Regions from separate parts of the Mus musculus genome. Here all the other regions are linked to region 1. A link is a contact called in public promoter capture Hi-C data. All regions are on one chromosome and are shown on one strand. Each heading gives the region's core, a stretch centred on a gene start, on an enhancer-like site or on the middle of the called end of the contact. The rest is flanking DNA. Distances are from core to core; before and after follow the strand shown.

Region 1 (3,354 bases), core at 428-2,927:
AAGCACCAGATGAAAACCAGTTGTTTTGGGACTTACTATGGTGATATGTACATGTAATTCCCGCACTGGAGGCTAAGGCAGGAGGATTGGGAGTTTGGGGCCAGTCTGGATTACTTAGCAAGTTCCAGGACAACCTAGGTGGGTGTACAGAGTGAGACCTGCCCTGGGTTTGGGAGTGGGGGTATGAAAATTAGTTTTAAAAAAATGATAGAAGCTATTTCAGATAGTTGTCTTAAGATTTCCTACAACAATTGAAACTTGGAATTTGAAATTGTGTATTTGCATATCTAGTTTGACAAGAGAACTTGGTAGCTGTCAGTTACTCCATGGTACCTTTGTATATAGACTTCCAAAGGTTAATGTCCTAACAGCTACTTCATTGTTTACTCATGAGAACCCAGCTAGTAAATATTGATGTTCAGGGCTGCTGGCTTGCACAGTCCTTGGGGTTCTGTTCACATAGAACACAATTTGGAGTTCATCAAACACTGTTGCACTTTGATTCATACTTCCAAATGATTTTCATTGGACGCTCACATTCTGTCATTTAGACGGAATGCGCTTATTGTGCCCTTTCCACTGTTCTTAGATAATATTGTCATTTCAGTGAGAATTGAGACTGATTCTCTCTGCAGGATACACCTCTGGTTTTTGTCACTGAGAAGCCATTGATCTGCAAAGTATATCCTTTTCTCTTCCTTTGACTGGTTCCAAATACAGTGGTGTGTCTTCATCTGTTACACATGCTACTGCAGCATTAATGCATTTGAATAAATTAGTTGGAATATACATTCGTGCCTTGTTTTCATCTTTAATCGTTAACTTTTACACTGAATTTTCCGGTGAAGCCTTTCAAACATCGGGCCTTTACAATCCTGCAGTGTGGATGCTTCCGGTTCTTTTATTTATTTATTTATTTATTTTATTTATTTTTTTTTTTTTTTTTTTTTTTTTTTTTTTTTTTTTTTGGTTTTTCGAGACAGGGTTTCTCTGTGTAGTCCTGGCTGTCCGGGAACTCACCCTGTAGACCAGGCTGGCCTCGAACTCAGAAATCCACCTGCCTCTGCCTCCCGAGTGCTGGGATTAACTTAAAGGTGTGCGCCACTACACCCTGCTCTGGTTCTTTTAATTGATAACAAGTTCAGCCTGTTTACAATCTTAACACTATTTGAACTTTAATCAGATCTGTATTTCATAGTTTGGAAATTATTTAATGAGTTTGGGTTGCAAGGATATGATTTTAAAAGGCTAAAAAGGAAAACCTACAGCATGGCACAAAGGAGAACATGTTTCACTCTCAGACCTGGAGTGTTTGCATCCGAAGTCACAATTCATGTGCTCACTGGCCATCTGCAGTACCTATAGCTGCTGTTTTGAAAGCAGAAAACCAAGCACCCCCGCTAAAAAGAAAAGGGATGTGAAATTCTGGAAACTCAGAATATCCACGTATTTGCTTTTGTATCAGTCACGAAGTTTATACAGCAGACCTTCCAAATGAAAAAGATGAAAGACTCACAAACCCTGGTTTCCCTACACTGCAGTCCCACAAACTTTGACAAGCCAGACAGTCGCCCCATTGCCTTTTGCTTCCCGAGCGCCAGCAGGAGAGACCACGCCCCTTCTCGGAAACGGCGGTGGGGGCCGGCAGTGGCTCCTGTGGCGTCACCTCCGGGTCGCGTGAGCACTTCCGGGTCACTGGCACAGGGCTGCGGTTTCCGCGGCCGAGGAGGTGGTCGCAGCGGGCTCCCTACCTGGCTCTGCTACCGCCGTGGCGGAAGCGCCTTCCCTCAGGTAGGCGGCGGCGGGGCCGGGAGCGGGGAGGCCGCGGCGAGGCGGGCGGTACCGAGCGCTGTGCCCGCCGGAAGGCGACCCCAGACAGACGCAGCCGCGCGGGAGCAGCCGCCTTCCCGCTCTCCTCAGGCCGCGCTTAGGCGACCGGCGTCCCGCTCGGATGCCGGGCACACACGGCGCCTGCGCTCCAGCTCTGCAGTGAGGAGGGGATTCCGAAGTTCTGCAGTTGCCGCCACCTTTAAAGATTGGAGATGGCCGAGCCAGCTCGTTTCAGCAGACGTCGAAGTCGCTGTTAGCTCTTTTCCAAATAATGCTTAGATGTCAAATGGAGCGTGCCATGGCTCCCCTGTCCTATTTTAAAGTTTATGTCTCTCTGACCTTTTTCTCCCCTTCTCCATACACACGTACTGACTGGCGTTTACTTTGAACGAGCTAAATGTTTTTGTTTGACACGCGTCGAGTATCCGGTACTGTTCTCAGCCCGCAGGTTACATCAAGTGAACAAAAATAAAGATCCATGCCCTCGTGGACTTTACATTTTATGCGGAAAGTTAACATAAGACCGTTAGGTAACTTGATGGCAGACGGTGCTATCAAAAAATTTTAGCGAGATGAAGGGTTTGGAGACGTTTCATAATGGATGTTGGAGTTCCTATGTGGTGGTCAGTTTAGGTGCAATTGAATGGAGCTATTGGAGTTGTGTGTTAGCCAAATTAATATCTGAGCAAGAACATTACAGGCAGAAAGAACAGCCATCGCAAAGGCAGTCCCACGCCTGTCATCCTCAGGGCAGTTGAGAGTGCAAAGGGAGGTGGAAAATAGATCAAACCAAACATAGAGGGTAGCCAGATCGTCAGGCCTGATAGAAGCTGATGGAAAATATGTTCTAGCCCATATTTTTAAAAGATAACCCCGCTGCAAATTATAAAGTGTGAGGGACAAGTGTAGAGTAAAGAAAATTTGAACACCATGAGTCAGTGGCCTGGCATTATAAAATAATCATGGGGATGTTGAGAAATGATTGGCTTCTGGATTCATTTTGAAAGTTGCCCTTCCAAGATTTGCTAGGAATTGGACCATCTTTATGGTTTATATGACTCTGAGGGCCCATAGAAGAGTCCTCTGCATTTGCTCTTAGCTGTAGGAGAAGTGTCTTAGCTATTTGATAATTGTTTCGATGTAGAGTAGAACATCCTGAATATGGGTACAAAGAGAGAAGTGAGGGAAGGCTACAAGTTTCAAAGTCATCAACACATAGATAGGATTTAACACCATAAGCTGAGATGGACTAACTAACAGGGAAAGCAGGTAATTCAGGAACTGGAAGTCAGAGCTGAGAAAGAACTGTCAAAGGAAACAGGAAATACAGTAGTTCCATGAGCTGGAACCGGAAAACAACAGATCACAGAATGTTCTGTTGGATCAGTTGCTGACCAAGTGTAATCTGAAGATGGCAGGTCACTAGTTTTGCCAAATCTCGTTATACTCCTTCCTGTAGCTGAGCTCCTTAGGATTCAGGAAGATTTTTTTGTTTTGTTTTATTGTTTTGGGTTTGGTGGTTGT
Region 2 (3,354 bases), core at 306-2,805, 1.6 Mb after region 1:
GTTCTAGAATGTTCCAATCAGTCCTACATAGTCTGAATTCGGAAGCCTGAGTTCTTCAGACCAAAGTTTCGATGCAGTCTTAGCCAAAAGACAAAGCATTCCAGTATGTCCAGACATCATTCAAGAGAAAAATCTCAAAGATGCTACTGAGTCTACTGGCTATACCTAATTCACTCACAGGATCCCAGCATCAACCTAAATCAGAGTCTCCCTGTGGGTAGGGGCTGCTGCACACAGCTCAGGGCTAACTTTGTAATGATTTTATTCTTTGTCAACCTAAATTTTGTTCTGATTAAACAAAGCCTTCCATGGGAAAGAGTCAAATGCCCATCTTGCAATAGGGTAAGCCCATGGTTGGAAACTCACTAACCAAATGGGAAGCCACTTTATTAAGTTAATGACCAAGCAACCAGAGTTCTATGAGCCTTAGGTGTCTAACATATACACACAAACATAAATACACACACACACACACCACCACCACCACCACCACCACTTGGCCCTCACCCAAAAGCAACACATGCCTTTCGTCTATAAATGGAGAAAAGATAAACACTAAAGGTCAAATCAAACTAACCGGACTTGGGAAGGGGCTTTTGGAGTGGGATTTAACCTGTTAGAATGAACGGTGGAGATACGTGATTAGTGAAGAGGTAGGTATTTAATAACGTGATACCAGAAGACTCAGAAAGCTACAAGCCAAGCTCCTAGCAGACTTCTCTGAGGCCCTGATCTTCGAAGGGGCATAGAATGTCAACCTGACAAGCCTGGCCATTCTTTCAGGAGCATCTGGGAGGTAAGAACTGATTCAGCAAAGACTGTGGCTAAACACATTTCTTTAGGGAAATCTCCCTGGAGGTGATGGTCAGGGCTTAAAAAAAGAAGTTCCTGCGTAAACTAGAGTCCTGCACAGCTAGACTCCGAGGTGGTCAGCTGCTCAGCTCTGGTCTGCAAACAGGCAACCACCTTGGCAAAGCTGGCTCCTGGATCAGAGGCTGTCTGTCACTGGTGGATGGACATATGGATGATGCTCCCAACCAAGAGATGCAGAAAAGTTCACGTTTCAAGTATATTCAGGGCAGAGACCTCAGAAACCTCTCCCCTGCCTTTTTTAAACTGATGCCACATTTAAGCTTGGCTTGACAGTGGAGACGCGAAGGAGAAGTAAGTTCTAGGTATCCCAGAAAGTCCCCTAAGCCCTCTCTTCCCGCCTCGGGAGCATCCAGAGGGAGGGTCACTGTGGAGTCCCGGACTGGCCAGGAAACTTGAGCCAAGACTGAGGTATCGACAGCCAGAAGCATCCTTCTCCCCACATCCCTACAGATGGGGCGACAGGGATGGGTGCGAGAGATCCCCAGCAGCTCCTTCTCCAGCTAGCTACTTACCCTTCTACTGGGCGTTCCAGGCGACTTGGCGCCGCCACCTGAGAACAGGGTGACAGTGGACGTGGAGCGCAGCATCTCGCAGCGGCTGTGGAGCAAGGGCTGGGTGCCCGCGCTGCTCCGGGGCAGGATAAGCGTGCGGGGCGCACCCTACGCGGGGGAGGCTCAGACACTAGAAGCTACGGCTTCCGCAGGGCTGGAGCCCAGGAGGCGGGGCCTGGGAGGGGCCTGAGAGGGGCGGGGCTAGGATTCTGCCAGACTAGTCAAGCAGCATTCTCTCCCCAAAGTTGAGCGTCTCCTCTCTGTATCTCCCTGTCCAGTCTTCCTGCACACACTGTGGGTCTGGTCTCTGTATCCCCTGTCCTTTTGGCCTCACGACCCCAGAGCTTTCCATCAAACCCCAAGGACTACTGGGACCCTTGGTCTTTGTCACTTTTTTTCACGGTAACTACTGAGTGCCTATTATTTGTGCCTCCTAGTGAACGACCGACTCCTGTCCTCACAGATTTGCACCCTAATGGTGACCCTGAGAGAAGACAGTTGTCATTTCTGTGGTAGAAAACAGGTATGTGTGCTGGGAGTGTGCAACTGTCCAAAGGTCCTCAGGAGCCAGAAAGAGGCTCCCAGAGGAAGTGACTAAGCTGAAGACCAGAATTGCAAGGCTGTCCACATTCATTCAGTGATTGCTGTGTGTCCACCTGGCAGGACTGACCACCCTTTGCGTCAATCAATCTTCACAACCACGCTTTGGGGGTAGGTGTCATTATCCTGCACCCCATTTTGCAGGTGAGGACACTGATTCATCAAGGGTTGAGTAAGGCAGGAGGAGCCCCACCAGGTGTTAAGTGGCCAAGCTAAGAGGTGACCTACCCTGTCAGCCCCTAGGGCCTTTCTGGAACACTCTGCTGCCCCCTAGCAGAGATAAGCAAGGCAAGGGCAGATCTGGGACCCTTCCTTCTTAGGCATCCTGTCACAGTGCCAGGAGCTGATGGTGGAGAGAAGCTAAGGAGAGCTGGGGCCTAGTCACTAAGAACCTGGTGTGTGAGTGCTTAGGCCTTTAACATCAGGACAAAGTGCTTCGGGGGAAAGAGAGGGAGGACACAGTATCTCCATTCACCCTTCAAAGCCGAGGCAAAACCCAGCCTTCTCACCAACCTCCTAACCTGAACCCCGACGGCACCCCTGAACCTAGAAGCTTTGTTTCCCTAACTTCTGTGCACTCTCCTCTCTCTCTCTCTCTCTCTCTCTCTCTCTGTGTGTGTGTGTGTGTGTGTGTGTGTGTGTATGTGTGTGTACCCATGCACACGAGTGATCCCAAGGTTGCACCACCAGGAAAGACGTCAAAGAATGTTACCAATCAGAATTCCTCGTGATCCCACAAAACTTGCCCCTTTGGTGACAACAGTCATGTTTTCTGCAAGTCTGCATGAAAGCCGCAGGGCCTCTTCTCTGCCAGCTCTTCCTGATGCTTTCTACCAACCTCATCACCACTGTGTGTGTGTGTTTTAAGATTTACTTTTTATTTTTAATTTTGAGTTTGCCCAGGTGAGTACAGGTATCCTCAGAGGCCAAAGGCGTCCAATCCCTTGAAGCTGAAGTTAGCTCAGTTGTTAACCACCCACCTTGGGTGCTGGGAGCTGAACTCTAGTTCTCAGCAAGAGTAGTAAGGTTTCTTAATGTTGAGCCATCTTCCAGCCCTCTGCCTCTGTCCTCTTAGATCTGTATGCACTTCCTCCTCAGGCTACACAACCCCACCAGGTAGATTCTGTTAACATCTTTGATTTGCAAAGGACAAAACTAACGCCAGAGTTAATGGGTCAATAGCCATACATATCGATTCCACTCTATTCCCATCTATAGCTTCTTCAAAACAAGGAATCCATGAGAGATTTCCCTCTGTCCTCCTCCACACAGCCTCTGCTTCTAGTCCTGACATCTGTAAGCCTAAACTCTAAGTCTACCCTCCAATAAG
Region 3 (3,354 bases), core at 536-3,035, 1.5 Mb after region 1:
CCAGGACAGCCAGGGCTACACAGAGAAACCCTGTCTTGAACCCCTCAACCCGCCCCCCCAAGCTATAAGGAACATGGTATAAAATTACCTTCAAGCCATGTGTAAGAAACAACTGAAACTTATATTTAAATTTGGGTCTTAACTCTACCCATACATTCCAAGCCTCCTAAAAATATAAAATAATGGTCTTAAGCACTTAGGAAAACATGGTTAGCCTGTACAATAAATATATGATAAGGACCAGTGGGTTTTAAGCCATGGTCTCTGAACCCCGATGAACTGAGGAATGCCAGAGGTTACATAATGGGATAACATCACTATCTTACAAAGGAAGATGGACTTGCTTATGTGGTTCTGTGTTTGAAAGAATTCTCAGTTGCTTCTGGCAAACTGCTAATATTTCTAGACTCAGCATATATAAACAGGAGTTCTTTGAGATGCCAAATAACTCTTAAAGAGTATAAAAATGTTCCAAGACCAGAAGGTTAATTCACTGCTAAAATTAACAACCCAATCTTGAAAAGTCAAAATACCTACCTGTTTCTAGTAGGAACCCCTCCTGCCAAATGGTCATTGGCTCCTTTCCCTCAGTGACAAAAATTCCCTTTCTGGTTCTTTTCCTTGGTTATATAACAAACAGGAGAAGGGGGCTAAACCTTGGGTCCTCTATTTTTCCTGATACATTTATTCCCACGTTTTCAACAGTATTAATGCCTCTCTGCAACTGAGTTCCTCTCGGTTTTTTTCAGCCTTCTCTCTCTTGTGCCTAATACTCATTCCTCTGGGTTTTAATCGGTTGGCTTTTAATTAACTAAATGCCTGCAATTACTCCCTCAACTGAATACGCCCAAAATAAAAAATTAACCTAAAATCCATCCCTCTCTCCCAATTTTCCCATTATTCTTTGTTGCTCCCCAGAAACTTCAACCACCTGTTAACTATTAATATATATTTGTCTCCAAATTATTACACCAGTTCCCCCAATCCCTCGATTGCCTTCATGGTCCATTTTTCCCTCCTTGCTGAAAAAAAAACCTCTCAGAAAATATCCTTTTGGCGTCTTCCTTCAATCCTGTTCCTAAACAAAGCTGCCTTTAGGCAATCAGCTATCATCTTCTCCCCACTACGCATGAACCAAACTTTCCAGCCCGCTCTCCAAATCTATGGTTGGGGAAAGAGTGGGGCTTCAGATAGAGAGAAGGAAATCCCACACGTTCCGATCAAGAGGCTTTGGTACCGGAGCTCGTTCAAAGCTGTAGTGCGAACATGAAATCGAGCAGGCGCGGCTGCCGAGTGAGGGCCGGGCAGCATGGAGCCATGCCCGCGCACAGGACAGGCCTGGCTCGGGAGGCCTGGCCACGCAAGGTCACCTTCGCGCGCCAGGCCGCGGGGCGGGGCGGGAGACCAAGTCCCCGGATCCCGATCCCTGAGAGCCTGTTCCCTGATCCCGATCCCCCGCAACCGCGACCCCAGGGCCACCGCTTACTCGTTGCGCAAAAGTCTCTCCTGGCGCCTCAACCTCTCCCGCAGCTCCGCCGAACTCTGCCGCCCCAAGTCCTCGGGAGCTGGGGGCTCGAAGCCGCGGGGCAGCGAGAACATTGCGCACGGGCTGCGGCTGGCGCGGCGGGCAGGGATCCCCGGCGGGGCCCACGGCGGGCGCTGGCTCCGCGGCCGGCGGCGACTCTGGAGCGCGAGCGGGAGTCGCCATTTTCCCGGAAGAGCACGGCTTCTCCGAGCCGAAGGGAGCTTTATTGAAATGCCGGAAACGGACAGGCCAGGACGAGGGGACGCCCGAGGAAGCGTGCAGGGGCGGAAGTTACATCACCGCCAAGGCGTCTGGGTTTGGCGGGCTTTCTCTGGATGGGCCTTTTGCTTTCCCGGCTTTTCGCCTGTGCACTGGGAAATATAGGACACTCAAGTCAAAGACTTACAAACTCACTTCTAATAAGTAAAATATGACGAAAGTAATAGAGCGTCGCATCTACGATTAAGCAATCAAAGTTTTGGACAAAAAATTTACAGGGATTCCTGAATGGACATTAATCACAGTTAAAATAAATAACGGGGTTATAATGATGGCTCAGTGGCTAAGAGGGCATACTGCTTTTGCAGTATGCCAGAGTTTGGGTACCAGTGCCCCTGTTGGGTAGCTTACAAATGCCTTTAGACTGCAGCTCCAGGGCACTTCACAAACTCTGGCTTCTCCAGACACCTGCGCACAAACACACACACATTAACATAATTTAGTCTTCAAAAAATAACAAGTGACCAATATAGCTAGCTATAATAAAATGCATATTAGAAACAATATAGTCAGGTATGGTCGTGCATGCCTTTAAGTCTGGCTGACTGAGTTCAAGGCCAGCCTGATCTACATAGTGAATTCGAGGTTGCAAAGTGACTCTGTCTCAAACAAAACAAGATTTGAATATTTGAGCAAGTCAGAATATCAGGAATTAGAAAGGTCGACCATGTCAACTGTTGGAAATAATGAAGAGCGACTGAGATTCCTACAGACTGCTAATGGGGGAGCAGAGGATGCAAAATAGTACAGCGTCTTTGGCAAGTAGTTGGACAGTTTCTGATTCGGGCTTTGCTGCCCTGCCCCTTTTTTATTGCTAGGCAGTATTGCATTGTGAGTTGTGTGTTTATGCTGAAGGATATTTGAGTTGTTTTCAGTTCTTAATGATCACAGATCAAGTCACTGTCAACATTTTTAATAGATGTTCATGTCAACATAAACTCTCATTTCTCTTAAGAGTGGGCTTATTAAGCCATATTAACAAAGGGAATAGAAAGGAAGAACGGCTCCACTCTTGACTTCCACGGCCTGAGAAATTCCTCTAATCTTTTAGGGATTTCAAACCAGGGTTTGTAACTTTGATGCTGAAAATATTCAGGACTAGGAGAATAGGAGTCTAATAAAAAATATTTTCATACAGGCCTAAGTATGAGTGTTCAGAGATATAAAAGTGCTCAAATGGAACATATACCCAGAGATGGGCATGGGCTTCTCAGGGAGAGTCACATTTCATTGTTTTTATAACACTTATACCTGATGGACTTCGAAACAATTATCTTTGAAGCATTGCTAAGAGATCTAAGAGACCACAGCATGTAGTTAGTTCTGGACAGTTAGGTTTCAGGAAGCCCATATATCAGATATGAACTCATTTTGGAAGATAGAAGAATTTTTGGTGATTAGATAAAAGCCAATATTCTTCAAGAACTTGTGAGGTGTTTTTACCATCCCCAGAAGGAGTCCTCCCTACAGCTGATCTTCCTACTTCTAATCCATGTGGTTTCTTCACTCCACACTTCTCTTGTGCTCTCTCACTATAACTTATCTCTTGC
Region 4 (3,354 bases), core at 483-2,982, 1.2 Mb after region 1:
AAAACACCTTTGAACAAAACAAATGAACAACAACAAAACACCTCAAACAACAACTTCGACAATAAACCAAAACAAAGAACAGCACCAAAAACTATTTTTTTTGCTGGGGTGTTTGCTCTTCCTTCACCAAACCCTGAGATCATCCTCCTCCCCAACAGACTCCTTCCCTCTCTCTCCTTCCCTCCTTCCCTCCCTCCCTCCTTCCTTCCTTCCCTCCCTCCCTCTTCCCTCCCTTCCTCTGTCCCTCCCTCCGTTCCTCCTCTGTACCCCCTTCCCCTTCCCCCCTCTCTTCCTCCCTCGCTCCTTCTCTCCTGTAAGAGAGGATGAACTTGAACTTCTAATCCTCTTGCCTCCATCCAGTGGGATGCTGGGAATTACAGGCATGCATCTCTACCCCAGTTCAAGGTGGTGCTGGCAACTAAACCCAGCGTTCTAGGCAAGCACTCTACCTACAGAGCTACCTCCCCACCATTCTTCTTATTCTTTCTCAGTCTTCTACAGCTTAAATAAAGGCGATTCTTAGGAGTATATTCGGTTATTAAGACACACTCTTTGGCCATAAACGTTCCCTGTGAATAGGAATTTTTCAACTGCCTAAATTAGGCTGTATTGTTGCTCTAGGACGACGACGTAGTGCTTGCTCGGTCACTTTAGGCAGATACCCTATAAAGAGTTCTCGGAGCCTGGAACTTGTCTCACAAATTCAATTAAGACAACAGCATTCTGTCTGCACAGAATCTAAGCACCAATCATTTACGGAATTTTAGTTAATGAACACATCTAAAGTAAGTGTTTTGTAGTGAACAACATGCAAAGAAATGATTGAGCAAGAGCGAAGCAGTTGCTTGGGAGTTGAGAGTCTTCCATAGAAAAACAGGAAGAGTCAGGTTGGATAAGGCTGTGGGATTTTCATGGGGATAGAGGCAGAAAGCCCTATAAAGAGCTATCTATATGGGCTCGTGATATTGGTCCAATGATTCTCCCACGCTATCTGGAGTGAACTGTCTAGGCTACTGATTCCTGATCAGCGCCCATCTTTACTCAACTATAAGGCTGCTTGTAAGACGAGAAGGGATGGAGATGGAAGCTCAACCCGGAGATTCTGACAGGAAGAGCAACAGAAAATCCCAAGTGTTTCCCGGTGTGGATGGGAAGAGGAAAGGAAAGGGCTGGAAGGAGACCATCAAGACCTGGAATATCCAGGCAACCCAAGGCAGATGAAGCCCACGGCCTCAGGCACAACTAGGCCGCGGGGCCGGCAGAGGGCAGCAGTTGGGCTGAGAAGCCTGGTGGGGGCCAGCGCGGCGTCGGCGGTTCCAGAAGGTTCTCCTTGGGAGTGTGGGGAGCATCTATCACCCCACCCAGCGGCCACGCGCCCCTCGCGCCACGCGGAAGGCTGAGCGAAAGCTCTTTCGGGCTGCTCGGGACCCCGGGGGAGGAGAAGAGCGAGTGTTAGGAAGGGCGCGGGGCTCGGCGGGGCCGCGGCTCGGGCGCCTCTCCTCCCGGCCGACCAGCGCTAAGGCTCGCGGGGCTGCCATCGGCCAGCGCGGTCCCGCCGAGGCTGCGCTCCGGCCGTCGAGGCCCCCCCGGGCGCGCCCGCGGGAGCGTGGGCCGCGGACTTGACCGTGCGGGCGCCGCGCGCGGCCGTATGCAAATGTCCTCCTGGGCCGGCCCCCCGCGCCTGTGGGCCGCACGTCCAATAAGAAGCGCCCCCCGCTTGACACCTGCCTATATACAGCGAGCGCGCCCCGGCCGCGCAGCGCCCCGCGCACACCCACCCGTGGCCGCCCATGACTTCCAGCGAGATCGCCATGCCGGGCGAGGTGAAGGCCGACCCCGCCGCGCTCATGGCCTCGCTGCAGCTCCTGCCGTCGCCCACGCCCAACCTCGAGATCAAGTACACCAAGGTAAAGCCGTCCGGCGGACGCTTTCTGGAAGCATCCTCTGGATCCCTTCAGAGGCCGGGGGCCCGGAGGTCGCCTGTCATCTCCGCGCCTCCGCGGGGACCGCGATGCGGGCTTCTCAAGTCCCGCCCCGGTTTAGGGAGCGTCTTGGGAGAACCGGTCCCAAACAGAAGGCAGCGCGGGGATCGCCAGCGGCGGCGGACGGTGGTGACGACCTCGGGACTGCCTGGGGAGGTGGGATTTCCCAGAGCAGACCTGGGTCTGGTTCTGGAGTCCCCTATGACTCTTTAGAGCCGGCTAGGGTCCGGTCCTAGATGTCCCTAGGGCAGAACGAGGCTTAGTTCTGGGGTCCCTTAGAGCTCAGGGCAGACCGGAGTCCGGTTGTGCGAGCCCCCAAGTTTTATCAGAGCAAATGGAGTTTGGCTCTGGGGTCCCCCAGGTCTCCTCAGAGCAGTCCGGGCTCTGGCTTGAGGAGGGTGTTCCCCTGGGTTTCCTCAGAGCCCACCGGGGTGCAGTTCTCCCTGTCCCTCGGTCTCAGAGCAGAGTGGGGTTCACCGCCAGGGTGGCATTGCGGTCCGGTGTCGCCCCGCGGTCCCTCGGGTCCGGAGGTGCGCGGCCGCGCGGGCTTATCTTCCCTCAGAGCGGAGTCGCTGAAGGGTTGTCAGGACCGGAGTCCCACAGACTTCGCGGGGACCTGGCCGAGACGCAGTAGGTCTATGCCAGGATTTCCTCGGGATTTTGTAGGCAATGGACATTTTAGAAAAAGGGAAAATAACTCAAGTCACATAAATTAGCGAGCTCACTTTTGCACTGATAAGCCTAATGATTTTTTTCCTAACGAATTCTGACATCTTAGTTTGTCAAGCACGAATTATTGTTGTTAAACTGCATTAAAAAGCAATACACGCCTGCTGCCCCATGTGACTTGATCCCCTACCACTCCACCGTTCTCAGGGAAAAAAAATCCACGGGGGAAATTTGTGAAATACATACACAAAGGGATTGAATGTTATAGCAAAAAGGCGACTGTAGCCTTTAAAGCCACACTTCTTGAGAGTTCATTTTAGAATTTTTTTTTTTAATTTGATTTTCATTCCTACCGCAAACTCTCGCCAGTTAACTGCAGCGCGCGCACACGATACAGCTGATAAGTGTTCCATCGCGGGCATTACACTATACGCGAAAAGCAGAGAAGTTAAGTTGTTCGCATGTGACAACTGTTACGGTTGAAAGAGAAATGCAAAAACATCGTTTCTGAATTTTTGTTGCATTGAGTTTCAGAATAAGGATTTGTAGGATTCGTATTTTTGAATGTGGATTTAATGTACCTGTTAGCTTTTAGATGGTGTGACAAATTTTTGAAAGCCATTTTAATGAGAGGTCGTTAATGGTTATAGCCCTCTAGGCATTGTTTGCATAACAATAGTGCCAGTGTGTGGCACATCTCCGG
Region 5 (3,354 bases), core at 603-3,102, 1.2 Mb after region 1:
CCTGCCCCTTTCCTTCTCAATGATCCAAAGCCAAGGATAACATGCACACTTAAAGACAGTCCTCTAGAATCTTGAGAAGCTGGGCTGGAGAGATGGCTCAGCGGTTAAGAACACTGACTGCTCTGCTAGAGGTCCTGAGTTCAATTCCCAGTTACTACATGGTAGCTCACAACCATCTGTAATGGGATCAAGGCATTCTTCTGGTGTGTCTGAAGACAGCAGCAGTGTACTCATATAAATAAAAGAGAGAAATATTTGAGAACGAGAAGCTGAAATTATACCTGAAGTAAGAGTCTCCCTGTCTCTCTGTCTCTCTCTCTGGCAGGTGTGTTTTCTAAAAAATTAAATAAGCCGGGTGTGGTGGCACACACCTTTAATCCCAGCACTCGGGAGGCAGAGGCAGGCGGATTTCTGAGTTCCAGGCCAGCCTGGTCTACAAAGTGAGTTCCAGGACAGCCAGGGCTATAAAGAGAAACCCTGTCTCGAAAAACCAAAATAAATAAATAAATAAATAAATAAATAAATAAATAAATAAATAGATAAATAGAAATAAATAGCTGTCCCATTTTAAAAAAAGCCTGAGGCCAGGGCTCACACCAGTTCAGAAAGTAGCAATAGTTTCTGGTCTCTGTTTTATTCTTTGTTTTGTTTGTTTTCATAGCTGAGCCAATCTCTTTTTGAGATTCTTAGGCCTGTCCATGTTTAACTCTATGAAGTTCAATTTAAAGACCTTGAGAGATTTGCTCAAGTCAAGTTCAATCAAAAGGGAGAAATTATATGAAACCAACACAAGGCTACACACACACACACACACACACACACACACACCATACTAACCCCAAGTTCTGATTTACTAAGTAGGTCCGGTGAGATGACTCACGAGATAAAAGTCCCTGTTGCCGGGCCTGATGACCTGAGCTCCATCCCTAGAGTCCACATGGTGGAAGGATGGTGGAAGGAGAGCTGACTCCAGCAGGCCATTTTCAGATGCACTTGTGTGCATTGGTGCACACACATAAATAAATAAATAAACAAACAAACAAACAAATAAATAAAACTGCCAGGCCATTTTCAGATGCACTTGTGTGCATTCGTGCACACACACAAATAAATAAATAAATAAATAAACAAACAAACAAACAAACAAAACTGCCAGGCACCTCTCTTGGCAGCCTGTTCCACGCTATCTATTGACCATTAATGTTTGTTTCAGATGACTCAGTCACCAAATGGGAAGCAATGTCTAGCAACTCTTTCATCATAAAAGCCACTTTGAGACATTTTAAAATGAAGAAGTACTCCCCTTCCCCCTTCTCCACTCCTATCAACTGTCTTGGCTACACGTTAAGAGCGAACGAAGCTCTTAATGGTCACCAAATAGTCAAGTAACCTAGAAAGTGACTTGCTGCCTCCTAGAAGGGACTGGAACTGATAATCAGGGAAAACAAAAAAACAAACGCCCTGCTCCAGACGCCTGGCAGCCAGGAAGGCGGGGTTAGGTCTGAACTGGGAAAATGGAAATCGAGCAATACTCACAATCATTATAAAGGTGCCCAGGAACTCAGAGAGTGTCTCCTTAGCCAGACAGCTCTTCAGGGCCAGCCTCTGCACGAGGTTCTTCTTGGCTCGGTCCTTCTCAGAAGGCATCTTGGGGTTTCTGCCAGAGGTAAGCTTTCCACCAAGGTCTGCTCGCTCAGTTTCCTGCCTTCACTACCACATGAAAACCAAACCAAACAAAAAAGAATTTTAAAAAAACCAAGCTCACTTAGCTCTGCACGGATCTCTGGAGGCGACTAAAGAGATACCTGACTGTGTCAGAGAGCCTGTCCTAATTAGGAACTGTGACTTAATCCTTGTCTGCCTCTGCTGTCAGCCCCTCCCTCCCTCCCAGCTCATTGCTATTTGTTTGCATTAATGAGTTATAATTCCAAATCCTCAAAATGACTCTTTTTGTACTTGACAGATTAATCATTACCTTTATTCTCTGTTCTCTGGCTACTTTTTCTCTGTTGGCTTTCTTTCTTTTTTTTTTTTTTTTCCAGGAGATGAGAAAAGAGATGCTACGTTGGTTGGGTTGCCAAACCAGAGATGGGCCTTGGTCCAGAAGAGATTTACCTGTTACACAACTTCAGCCTTCTGATGATTTGTTTTCTCCTATTCGGAAGTGGGCAGTTTGGGTGTAATTTAGAATAGTTCAATCAGGTATAGACACCTTCACTGTGAACATTCTCTCCTGAAGGTTTTCTTCCAAACTGGAGAGTGTAAGGGAAAGAGACTAGGCTGGCTCTAGTAGTGCCTCGGGGAGTTCATGGGACTGCTGGAGTCTTTCTGAAGGGCTCCAGAAATAACTAAATTAACTTATGGAAGGGCAGTTTAAAGGCTCCGAAATGTAAGTTTATGGGGCATTGGGTTAGTGCTGCCTTTAATCCCAGCGCTGGGGGTAGGGTGGGGGGTGAGGTGTGTGTGTGTGTGTGTGTGTGTGTGTGTGTGTGCAGAGACAGGTTGATCTCTGTGAGTTCAAGGGCCCAGCCTGGTCTACATGAGTTCCAGGACAGTTGGGGCTATATAGAGAAACCCTGTCTTGAGAGGAAAAAAGGGGGGGGAGGAGGGAGGGAGGGAAAGAGGGGGGAGGGGAGGGGAGGGTGTTAAGGTGTTTATGGGACAAGATGGGAACTCCCTCTTGTTCACTGAAGTGGTCTCCCTATCTGGTAAACAGAGTTTAGGATTCAAGAATCAGAAAGATAGAGAAAGCAGAGGACTGGAATTCTAGCCCTCTGACCAGTCAATCCCATCCCAGTTAAAGAAGAGAGGAGTAACTATGCCCCACTAAGGTATCTAGTTTAAATCTGATGAATTAACATCCTCACAGGCAACAGACTACATCTTATAATAGCTTCTTGACCTGATCAATAAGCAAGCCCTGATTTCCAAAGCTGGTTTGTCTGAAAAGACGGAATTGGAGGCAGTAGTCTCTAAACACCCCCAGGCAGTCCACTGACTTGAACCCATGCTATGCTCCCTCCCTCCCTCCCTCCCTCCCACCCTCCTTCCCTCCCTCAGAGCAGCCTGCCCAGTTCCCAGTCTTCTTTGGGGCCCTCCTCTACCTTTGCAGGAGGCCCTCAATCATTTCCAGCTGAGGAGGCAGGCTGGAAGGGGTGAGGGGAGGCTGTGAGCAGAGCAGCTGGGAAGAGCCCAGAGGCAGGATCAAACACCTAAGCTGCAGGTAAAGTTTACAGTTCAGACCGAAGAGGTCAATACTATAAATTTAAAAAATAAATAAATAAAAAACAATCTAGCATTTCGACTTTAATTCCTGATTAAATGGTCATGATGAGGATGTAGCTGAAACACCCA
Region 6 (3,354 bases), core at 590-3,089, 1.1 Mb after region 1:
CTGGTTGTATAGGAGACATTCAATGCATACGGGATGATTCCAGCTTATCCCTCCCCAAAGGCAGAAGACAGATGATAGACTGGTGATCTTTGAATCCCACTATCCCCAGTTCAAGGATATATCCACCCATCTTATTTGCAAATTACTGGCCTTAGGAGAAGCAGAAGAGCCTGGCTTCTAGAAAGAAGCCCTTGGTATGCACATTGCAAGTAAGACTTTTAGACTTCATCCACAGCCGTGATGCCATATTCTATATTAAAAGGTAAATCAAGCCACAGTCTTGCAGTGTGTTCTTTCCCCTTTCAGAGCACTCTGGCTCCGTTCCATAGCCTAACAGCTGATTTTCCCACTTAGGATCCCTATCATCATGACTGTCCAAACTAATGTCACATTTGTGCCTTCATGTTGTCTTTGTAATCTAAGGCCAAGCAAATGCAGAATATAACTTCTGAACTGAGTGAATAGCATCAGTATTGCCCTCAGGAAGTAGGGTTGGATATTACTGTCATCTGAGATGAGCTACTCCAGACAACAAGGCAGAAGCAGCTGGAGCCCTTCAAACAAGAGTCTTCCCCTGGTCACGATTCTGCTGCACAGCCCCTAGTGTAGGTCCAGTGGAAACCGGAAAGCTTGAACTGGCTTGAGTGTGTCCAGAGAGGCCTCTGACCTGTTTGATTTCACTCTGGGAAGTATTCTCTATTTCTGTCCTAGGTGTTGAAATTGTCTTGGGAGCAGCAGCAAGGGGCATTGTAAATCACACTATAGGCTGAGGGAGAGGGGTGGAAGGAAAGGTGATCCTTATCCCTGTGCCCCCAAACCCTCTTTCATCTTTTACTTATATACTGAACTTATATTGACTTATACTCTCTCATCAGCTTAACCCTCTCAACTGTCTTCCTACAACTAACAACCTCTGCTGGACTCAGGTCCATTAGTAGAAGACCACGTGAGCACTGAGTTCCACTTCTGCAGAGATGCCTCAAACTTAAGATTATATTTGTGTTGTGGATGAAGCCTAGATTCAGGCAGGTTTGGCAGGACATTTCATTTCTACTCCACTGAAATTGTCTGGAGGCTTCTGCATTCGTATGTCTGCCTTGTGGGTGGTACTGGTTGCTCATGGAGGTTTTAACTAGAGTGCAGAGCAGAGTGCCTACAAGTGGCTACTGCATGGTGGCTTGGCTTGTTCATCGCATTCTGGTTGGGTTTAAGAGGTGAGCATCGTACAGTCTCAGGGTTTATGTTCTTAATTCCTATACCATGTCCCTGGTAGTCTGTCCCATTTTGATAATTCTGAACTTTATAGCAGACAGAAGGAATCTATTGTAAGTATTTTTATTTTCTTCCTACACTATACATACATACACAGAGAAAGAAAACATATACATGTTAAGTGTGTTGGTCTCTGTATCTAATATTAGTTTCTAATATATTCATGTCAAGTCATCAGATGGTTCCTTTTTCTGTTGGGTGTGAAAGCCCCTTTCATGGTTGTATAAATGAACACATTGCTTCTCAATCTCAGCTTGCCCTTCCACTAAGCAATGACAATCATTCCTCAGCTTGCTTCCCGAGGGTTTTCAATAAAGGTTCAAATGAGATAACACTAATAAAAGCACTATTTAAACAGCAAACACTGATCATAAGTGCAAACGCAGGGACTGTTTTCAATGTAAATGCAAAAGGGAAGCTAAGAGCCAGTTTGAGTTCACGGATTCAAATAATTGAGTCCATGAACTTTAGCCACTTCCTGGCAATAACAAGCAGGGGAAGGTCCACTTCTGACAGGCGGTGGAGATAGTTGTTGTGTCACTGCTAACCATAGAATCAAATGTGGGTGAGGGGAAGTCGCAAGGCTTCAAGAGGTTTTGCTTGTTTTCGTTGACTTTCCAAAGACCAATCGTTCTATGTTTGTGTGCGTGCTACTGCTCTGGGCAGGACTGTGACGATAACAGAGTAAGTCCTGGTTTCATTAGCAGATCTTCATGCCTTTGAGGGGAAGAGAACGTCTCAATGGAAAAGAGAGGAAAACATTCAAAAGGGCAGACTGGTGGTTAACTGGAATGTGAGTTATGCCCCCTCTATTACTAGCCACTAAGCCAGACATTCTGGAGCTATCTTGCCTCTCTTCTTCCCTCCTTGAACACTCATAGTGATGTTCTTATACTTCCCTTCTGTCTACAGCCTCTGGCCAGAGTCCCCACCACCCTCTAGCCATCTAGTAGTGGAGCTAGATGCCATGGCTACAGCTGTATACAAAAGTCTCTCTGCGGCCTGAGAACATCGCTGCACATCCAGGCTTTCCATTGCCTTGTCCCATGGAGCCCGGCCCTCCTTCTGCCCAAAACAGATTCATAGAGTTGCATGCCAGCCTCTTTGAGCCCTTGGAACTGATAGCTGCCACTCCAAACTCTGCATGCCTGCTCACAGTATGCCTTTCTTCTCACTTGCTTCTCCAAAACCCATCTGTTCTCAATTGTGGGAAGCCACATATGCCGTTGCAGAGTGGCACTGACTACTGCTGGCCACCACGCATAAGTTTGGACAAACAACCAATGTGTACATATGCAGTAAAGTTTTTTGCAAAGACACTGCCTGGCCTGGGCATGAGGCTTTGAGAGTATAACCAATCAGATGTGAGACATGCAAATGAGGTATGATAATGAGGCTCTGTGAGGTACAGAGAGAGAGAGAGTAGCCAATCAAATGAGGAACATGCAAATGAGGCGTAGTGCATAACCAATCCGGGTGTGAGACACGCCTCTCCTAGGCCTATATAAGCAGCACCAGTTCTGGGCTCCAGGTCTCTTCGCCTCTGCAATCAAGCTCTCCCAATAAACGTGTGCAGAAGGATCCTGTTGCAGCGTTGTTACTGCTGGCCAGTCCGGCGCGCGCAAGACTCAACTACGAACTAAAACACTGCCAGGTTCGAGCACCCACTGCCCCTCACTGAGCTCCACTGCCCTTTTCAAATACTTCCAAATGCTGCAGTTCTGACACATCTCATTATGTTGAAATAGCCCATCAAGTCCAGTAGTTCTCCACGGACTAAGGCTGATCTTCAGTAACAACATAAATAATAGAAAGCCCACATACACATGAAAGCTGAACAACACTGTATTCAATGACAACTTGGTCAAGGAAGAAATAAAGAAAGAAATTAAGGACTTTTTAGAGTTTAATGAAAATCAAGCCACAACATACCCAAACTTATGGAACACAATGAAAGCAGTCCTAAGAGGAAAACTTATAGCTCTAAGTGCCTCCAAAAAGAAACTAGACAGAACATACACTAGCAGCCTGACAGCACACATAAAAGCTCTAGAACAAAGGAAGCAAATATGCCCAAGAGGA

Evidence for each region. Promoter capture Hi-C pulls out the DNA fragments that hold promoters and counts their contacts. Capture Hi-C pulls out chosen DNA fragments and counts their contacts.
Region 2: a promoter capture Hi-C map of pre-B cells shows a contact between it and region 1, with 4 times the contacts expected there. The contact joins the promoter of Myzap here to the promoter of Gtf2a2 in region 1. A contact is called at or near these places in 2 of 39 promoter capture datasets (hippocampal neurons and pre-B cells) and 1 of 484 Hi-C or Micro-C datasets (pre-B cells).
Region 3: a contact with region 1 is called in a promoter capture Hi-C map of adipose tissue, with 2.9 times the contacts expected there. The contact joins the promoter of Polr2m here to the promoter of Gtf2a2 in region 1. A contact is called at or near these places in 5 of 39 promoter capture datasets (the C10 cell line, the HPC-7 cell line, erythroid cells and 2 more), 3 of 115 datasets of contacts at active chromatin or transcription factors (extraembryonic endoderm stem cells, large pre-B cells and pro-B cells) and 2 of 9 other capture datasets (adipose tissue and liver).
Region 4: a contact with region 1 is called in a promoter capture Hi-C map of pre-B cells, with 5 times the contacts expected there. The contact joins the promoter of Aldh1a2 here to the promoter of Gtf2a2 in region 1. A contact is called at or near these places in 2 of 39 promoter capture datasets (hippocampal neurons and pre-B cells), 2 of 115 datasets of contacts at active chromatin or transcription factors (large pre-B cells and pro-B cells) and 1 of 9 other capture datasets (adipose tissue).
Region 5: a promoter capture Hi-C map of erythroid cells shows a contact between it and region 1, with 36 times the contacts expected there. The contact joins the promoter of Aqp9 here to the promoter of Gtf2a2 in region 1. A contact is called at or near these places in 15 of 39 promoter capture datasets (the 3T3-L1 cell line, 3T3-L1-derived adipocytes, the C10 cell line and 10 more), 1 of 115 datasets of contacts at active chromatin or transcription factors (astrocytes) and 1 of 9 other capture datasets (liver).
Region 6: a promoter capture Hi-C map of liver shows a contact between it and region 1, with 2.4 times the contacts expected there. The contact joins the enhancer-like site here to the promoter of Gtf2a2 in region 1. A contact is called at or near these places in 1 of 39 promoter capture datasets (liver) and 2 of 115 datasets of contacts at active chromatin or transcription factors (large pre-B cells and pro-B cells).

Annotation. Positions count from the first base shown.
Region 1 is chr9:70,010,871-70,014,224 of GRCm38.p6, forward strand. Gtf2a2 (general transcription factor II A, 2) reads left to right here and starts at 1,678. Exons shown (of 5, transcript NM_001039519.2): 1 at 1,678-1,791. Bnip2 (BCL2/adenovirus E1B interacting protein 2) reads left to right here. Exons shown (of 11, transcript NM_016787.4): 11 at 1-789.
Region 2 is chr9:71,590,805-71,594,158 of GRCm38.p6, forward strand. It overlaps Myzap (myocardial zonula adherens protein), which reads right to left and starts at 1,556. Exons shown (of 13, transcript NM_001033208.4): 1 at 1,386-1,556. The coding sequence starts at 1,460.
Region 3 is chr9:71,484,198-71,487,551 of GRCm38.p6, forward strand. It overlaps Polr2m (polymerase (RNA) II (DNA directed) polypeptide M), which reads right to left and starts at 1,786. Exons shown (of 4, transcript NM_178602.3): 1 at 1,487-1,786. The coding sequence starts at 1,599.
Region 4 is chr9:71,214,057-71,217,410 of GRCm38.p6, forward strand. It overlaps Aldh1a2 (aldehyde dehydrogenase family 1, subfamily A2), which reads left to right and starts at 1,733. Exons shown (of 14, transcript NM_009022.4): 1 at 1,733-1,907. The coding sequence starts at 1,791. Gm3458 (predicted gene 3458) reads right to left here and starts at 1,330. Exons shown (of 4, transcript NR_110518.1): 1 at 1,191-1,330.
Region 5 is chr9:71,161,437-71,164,790 of GRCm38.p6, forward strand. Aqp9 (aquaporin 9) reads right to left here and starts at 1,853. Exons shown (of 6, transcript NM_022026.3): 1 at 1,537-1,853. The coding sequence starts at 1,647.
Region 6 is chr9:71,138,547-71,141,900 of GRCm38.p6, forward strand. All of the region lies in intron 1 of Aqp9 (aquaporin 9), which reads right to left. Among named protein-coding and RNA genes, the nearest start is that of Gm32714, 11 kb to the right of the region's middle. Within about 2 kb of position 1,840, at least 7 of the 459 cell types and tissues checked have an H3K27ac peak or open chromatin away from gene starts, as enhancers often do. A contact at or near this core is called in liver, where this site is marked.